Regions from separate parts of the Mus musculus genome. Here region 2 is linked to region 1. The links are chromatin contacts, called in public HiChIP or PLAC-seq maps. All regions are on one chromosome and are shown on one strand. Each heading gives the region's core, a stretch centred on a gene start, on an enhancer-like site or on the middle of the called end of the contact. The rest is flanking DNA. Distances are from core to core; before and after follow the strand shown. Region 1 has its middle 5.6 kb from the start of Gm6961. Region 2 overlaps Arid2 (AT rich interactive domain 2 (ARID, RFX-like)).

Region 1 (2,783 bases), core at 243-2,742:
CTCAAGAGAACGAAGACCAAAGTGTGGACACTTTGCCCCTTCTTAGAATAGGAAACAAAACACCCATGGAAGGAGTTACAGAGACAAAATTTGGAGCTCTGACGAAAGGATGGACCATCTAGTGATTGCCATATCCAGAGATCCATCCCATGATCAGCTTCCAAATGCTGACACCATTGTATACACTAGCAAGATTTTGCTGAAAGGACCCAGATATAGCTGTCTCTTGTGAGACTATGCCAGGGCCTAGCAAACACAGAAGTGGATGCTCACAGTCAGCTATTGAATGGACCACAGGGCCCCCAATGGAGGAACTAGAGAAAGCACCCAAGGAACTAAAGGGAACTGCAACCCTATAGGTGGAACAACAATATGAACTAAGCAGTACCCCGGAGCTCTTGTCTCTAGCTGCATATGTATCAAAAGATGGCCTAGTCGGCCATCACTGGAAAGAGAGGCCCATTGGACTTGCAAACTTTATATGCCCCAGTACAGGGGAATGCCAGGGCCAAAAAGGGGGAGTGGGTGGGTAGGGGTATGGGAGGGGGGGGTATGGGGGACTTTTGGTATAGCATTGGAAATGTAAATGAGCTAAATACCTAATAAAAAATGGAGAAAAAAAAAAGAAGTGAGCTCCATCATGTCAGGGGCAATGTCCGTTGCCTTTACATGCTACACCATCATGACTAGCACATGCCTGACATGATCTCTCACATGCTACACCATCATGACTAGCACATGCCTAACATGATCTCTCACATGCTACACCATCATGACTAGCACACGCCTGACATAAGGGACACGGAAATAAACAGTGTGAGTCCTTCATATTGTCTTGGTTGTGGCAGAATGAAAACGTGTTTACACACTCTTTACCTTATATCAAATGATGTCAATAAAGCCATTACATTTAAGGGCCCCCTAGCAATGCTGGTTTGTTTTGTGGGCAATTTTCTTGTCTGTCTAAAACCCAGCCTGCTTCTCATAGTCTTGTCCTTGTGATATGGCTAAATGTGGCACTAGTCTGAAATGACAGCCAACAATCCATCTTTCTCTTGTTATATCTCTCACAATAACATTTGACAAATTGAATTGTGGTCCCCAAATGTAAACAAAACTATCAAAAGAAATTGGGCATGCCAGAATTTTGTTCTTCACATTAAGGGAATTCTGAAATTGAAATCTTGCTAAGGGAAGGGTGGCTTGAGAATATTAACAGAATCCTAGGTTGAAGGAGCAGGAATAGAGGATCCCAACTAAAACCTAAAAAGCAAATTGACTTTCGATCTCACACATGCAAAGTTCTGTGACTCAGGAAGGCAGGCCTCAGAGTCGGCAGCCCGAGTGGTTGGGAATGGTCAGAACCGAGTTTCTGCACTATAGAGCAGGCTCTTCCTCGGACTTCTAAGGCATCTGCTAAGGGCTAACAAACAGCTTGAAGGCTGGAACGGTGCCTGGATCGCCCTCAGCTACAACAGCTGTGTAAGCAACCGACTCAGCAACCGTCAGAGCAGCTGCGAGGAGCAGCAGAGAGTGGGCCTCACAGCTTCCCAACAGTGTGTTTGATAGTATCTGAGGCCTCTTCTTCCAGCAGTAGCAACAAGGCTAGGAAACCCAGATGTAATCATACTTCCTTTCACAGAAGACCCATAGTGATGGGCCCAAAACGCTGTGTTTCTACACCTGGTTGATGGCAAACCAGACTGAGTCTCAAGTGCTCTTTGCACACAGTGGCTAGACTCTCTTAAGAAATGTCTGTTAAGAGCTTCTTCACTTGACACTCTTGTAGCAAAAGAGTTAGGTCCCAATATATGACCTGTTCCTGAGATGTGCCCCCCTCAACCCAGCTAGGGGCTTATACTATAAATGATTTCATTATACGGTAGTATAAAAATTAGAGAAATAAGAGAAAAATAAATTGTCATTCGATTAAAAATACTTGAAAGAAGCCAGAGAGATGGCTCAGTGATTAAGAACACTGGCTACTCTTTCAGAGAACTGAGGTTCAATTCTTAGTGCCCACGTGGTGGCACGTAGCAGTCTGTAACTCCAGGCTGAGTGGGTGCAGTTTCTTCTTCTGGCCCCATTGGGTACTGCACACAGATAATGCACATGCATACATGGATGAAAAACACCTATACATATAAGAAAAATGGGGGGAAAAAACCCTAGCTAGTTATCCTCAGGGGAAATGCTCATCTGAAAAAAAAAAAAACAAAAAACTAGATTCCTAATAGTGTCCTACACACTGGACTCAATTTCTTGTCTGCTGACTTCGCTTGGGGTAATACCAACATATCCTTGGGTAATACTTTTTGCTTGTTTTCTTGTTAACCTGAGACTAGAGAAAGTGTGTATCTAGGTTACAGGGTGAGGACTGTGAAGAAATGCTGCTGGCATCTGTGTTAACTGCGCAGTGAAAGCTCTGTGGTGTGGGAGGAGGTAAAGAGAGGACACAGACCAGCCTGGTGCCATCAGTTAGCTACCTCACTTACCCTAGAACGAGGCAGGGCTCTGCATGCTGCCTCTCATAAACACCCCCTCATGCTTAGTACAATTCAGGAAGGGATGAGAACCGGAAAACCAGCATCGAGTCTATTGGCCATATTTCAGAGGTCCAGCCAATGAGAACTTAGAGTCTAAAACAGGTCTCTCCAATTAGTAATTTTCACATCAAATCCTTACAAATGTGTGAGCGTCCACTGATACTTCAGCAATCTAAGATATCAATCATCTTTTAAAAAAAATGAATTATAGCCAGATGGTGGGGGCACACTCCTTTT
Region 2 (3,038 bases), core at 281-2,780, 590 kb after region 1:
ATGCTTTGTTCCTGCTCCTAACACATGAACCAACAATTGTCTACAAAAGCAGTCTGATCATATTTGTTTGCCCCATGAACCGTCTTCATTAAAATCTTGTGTCAATGGAATGCTCAAAGTCATGTAGACAAACTCAAATCCCAGTGTCTGAGGCTTTGTGGCTCATTCTGTGTTGTGTATTCTGAATATTATGACCAAAACTACCCTTCTTCTCTCTCCAATATAACTGTCAGTTATTTCCTAAATTACAGAAAGTTAGCCTTTGTGATTTTCACATTGTGCTTTTGAAGAAATCTTGTTACTTTTCACCTCATGCTGGGTTCATAGATTTTGGAAAGTGCCCTAATATGATGATTTTTTTTTTTTTTTTTTAAAAGAAGTAGGGGGCTGGTGAGATGGCTCAGTGGGTAAGAGCACCCGACTGCTCTTCCAAAGGTCCGGAGTTCAAATCCCAGCAACCACATGGTGGCTCACAACCATCCGTAACAAGATCTGACACCCTCTTCTGGAGTGTCTGAAGACAGCTACAGTGTACTTACTTATAATAAATAAATAAATAAATCTTTACAAAAAAAAAAGAAGTAAGTGTGTAACAAAATATGATTAAAGCAATGAAATAGTTGTAGCAGTTTACAGATCAGGACAAGAGAAAAGCAACTGAGAGTCGCCGCATGATAGAGAACCCAAAAGTGAGGGTTTCTAGGTAGATTGTGCTGACCTTATAGCCTGTGGCTAATCTGTTACATTTTATGTGCATGGGAGAAAAAAAAACTTTTTTTGTATTTAGCATTGTTGTGGTTTATAGTTTGCTTCTTATTTGTTAAAATTATTTTCAAAATATTAAATATGTTTCTTTTATTTGATGACCTGGAACAGATTTGAAAGAGGGAATGAGTAATTAGAACAGAGCTGCAGAAGCGGCTGTCGCCCTTCATGTTCTTGTTGCCAGTGTGTGTGTTTGTGGACGGACTGTCTTGTGCCCTTTAGTTGAACAAGCTCCGTCCCCAGCAAGGCTTAGCCCCATGTGGTCCCATCCTTCACTTTCACTGTCTAGGTCAGAGAGTGAAGTGGTGAATTCATTTTTGTGTATCTGATGGAACGGGATTCCTAACCCTGGTTCCTTAGCCACTGTCTGTGGCGTGAGTAACCCAGCGAGATAGTCTCCCCCTCCCCTCCCCTCCCCTCCCCTCCCCTCCCCTCCCCTCTACACATGTGCCTTCCTCATTCTTGCCTGTTCTCTTTGCCCCTGCCACCCTTGTCTTCTTTCCTTCTTTTCCCTGCACGGTGCCTCCTGATAAGTTACCCGGGGAGGAGGCTTCCATGTCAGCCCCAGCTCACTTCCACTAAGGCCTTTGTCTGAGGTGTGTGGTATTTTTTAATTTTCATTAATGAGGTGTTTTGTGACATAGAAATATACTACAAGTAATTAAAGAGCTGTTGGTTATCTCCAAGATTCACGTGCCACTGTGGTAGCTAGGTGTGGCTTCCCTCCTTTGAAGTTTGCATGGCGCCTTCTGATACTATGAAAGTTAGAGCACAGGAAGGAGGCTTTCAGGTCAGATCCAGATTTCCAGGTCCTGTGTTCAAAGGCCTCTGGAGGGCACTAAAGGCAGCAGCAGTAGCCTATAATGAAGTCAGAAAAACCTGACCAACAACTTTATACTTTCAGTTGCATGTTCACCTGAGGACTTGAAGTTAGGAACCAAAAGTGAGAGAGAACATGTGATCTTTGCATTTCTGGTCTGAAATCTCTGACTCAGTGTGATCTGTCTTAGTTCTGTCCATTAGCCTTCAGAGTTTGTGGCTTTACTTTTCGTTATAACTGAGTAGTAGTCCATAGTGTCGTATGTACCACAGTTCATTATCTGGGAGTCTGGTGAAGGCATTTTATGTTGCATTCCCTATTGAGCTATTGTAAGTGAGTATGGCCATACACATCTGTCTGTGGGGTATGATGTCAGGTCCTTTGAGCGTATGCCAAGGAATGGTCTAGAAGGGTCATATGGTAGATTTATTTCTAGCTTTTTGATATTTTTCCACACTTGTTTCCTGAGGAGCTGGACCAGTTTGGCCTCCCACCAGCAGTGAGTGAGAGCTTCCCTTCCCCGTCCCCTTCCCCATCCTTCCCAGGCCTGTCCAACTGTGTGTTGCTGGTTGCCGCTCTGACTGGGGTAAGAGCTTGCTCAGCGTTGTTTGGATTTATGGTTCCCTCTTCAGTAAGGATGATGAACATTTCTGTGATTGTTCTTAGCTTTTTTTTGTTTCTTTTGAGAACTCTGTTTAGATCCCACCCCTCCTTTTTACATGGGTTTTTGTTTGTTTTTGCTTTCTTTTTTGAGTTCTTACCTATTCCAGATACTAATCTTCTGTGAGAAGTATAGCTAGCAGAGATTCTCTTCCATTCTGCGAACTTCCTCTTTGACAGTTGCTTGTGTAGCTGTGCAGACGATTTTTAGTTTTATAAGTCTACACGTCAATTATTTGGCAAATGGGGTCTTGTTTGCAAATTCCTTTCCTATCCCTGTATTTTATAGCGTGTTGCCTCTGATGGCCGTGGGACTGTAATAGCTCAGGGTTACGCAGGGTCAAGGGAGCTTCAACCTGAGATGATGCCTCAGATGAGGACGGCAGGAGTCGGCTAAGCTCCCCCTCCCAGCTGCCACCACCAGAAAACTGGCTCCCCACCATCAACCCCAGTAAGAGTGTATCACCCCGACAGTTATCAGGCTTCACCCCTTGCTTGACCTTAAAAGATCATCCCCCTCCCCACCACTCTACAGCCCCTGAGTATGAACATGGAGTGTCTTCCCACACTGCTGCCCTGGCCTTTGGTACACAGCTACCCAGACCTTGCTTCAGAGACGCCAGCCACCTCCCCAGGGGCATAAGCACCCACCTCTCCCTAAAACAAACCAGTTCTCTGAAGCTGTTCTCTGGTAGCTTTCTTCCTTCCCCTTCCCCTTCCCCTTCCCCTTCCCCTTCCCCTTCCCCTTCCCCTTCCCCTTCCCCTTCCCCTTCCCCTTCCCCTTCCCCTTCCC

Evidence for each region. HiChIP or PLAC-seq counts read pairs in DNA pulled down with a chosen protein or histone mark.
Region 2: an H3K27ac HiChIP or PLAC-seq map of T-cell acute lymphoblastic leukemia shows a contact between it and region 1, with 5 times the contacts expected there. The contact joins two enhancer-like sites. A contact is called at or near these places in 3 of 484 Hi-C or Micro-C datasets (embryonic somatosensory cortex, gonadal supporting cells and muscle stem cells), 5 of 115 datasets of contacts at active chromatin or transcription factors (DN3 thymocytes, T-cell acute lymphoblastic leukemia, acute myeloid leukemia and 2 more) and 1 of 9 other capture datasets (embryonic stem cells).

What each region holds. Positions count from the first base shown.
Region 1 is chr15:95,755,844-95,758,626 of GRCm38.p6, forward strand. No RefSeq gene overlaps it. Among named protein-coding and RNA genes, the nearest start is that of Gm6961, 5.6 kb to the left of the region's middle. Within about 2 kb of position 1,493, at least 92 of the 459 cell types and tissues checked have an H3K27ac peak or open chromatin away from gene starts, as enhancers often do. A contact at or near this core is called in T-cell acute lymphoblastic leukemia, where this site is marked.
Region 2 is chr15:96,343,546-96,346,583 of GRCm38.p6, forward strand. The region is part of intron 3 of Arid2 (AT rich interactive domain 2 (ARID, RFX-like)); the gene reads left to right. Among named protein-coding and RNA genes, the nearest start is that of Arid2, 58 kb to the left of the region's middle. Within about 2 kb of position 1,531, at least 34 of the 459 cell types and tissues checked have an H3K27ac peak or open chromatin away from gene starts, as enhancers often do. A contact at or near this core is called in T-cell acute lymphoblastic leukemia, where this site is marked.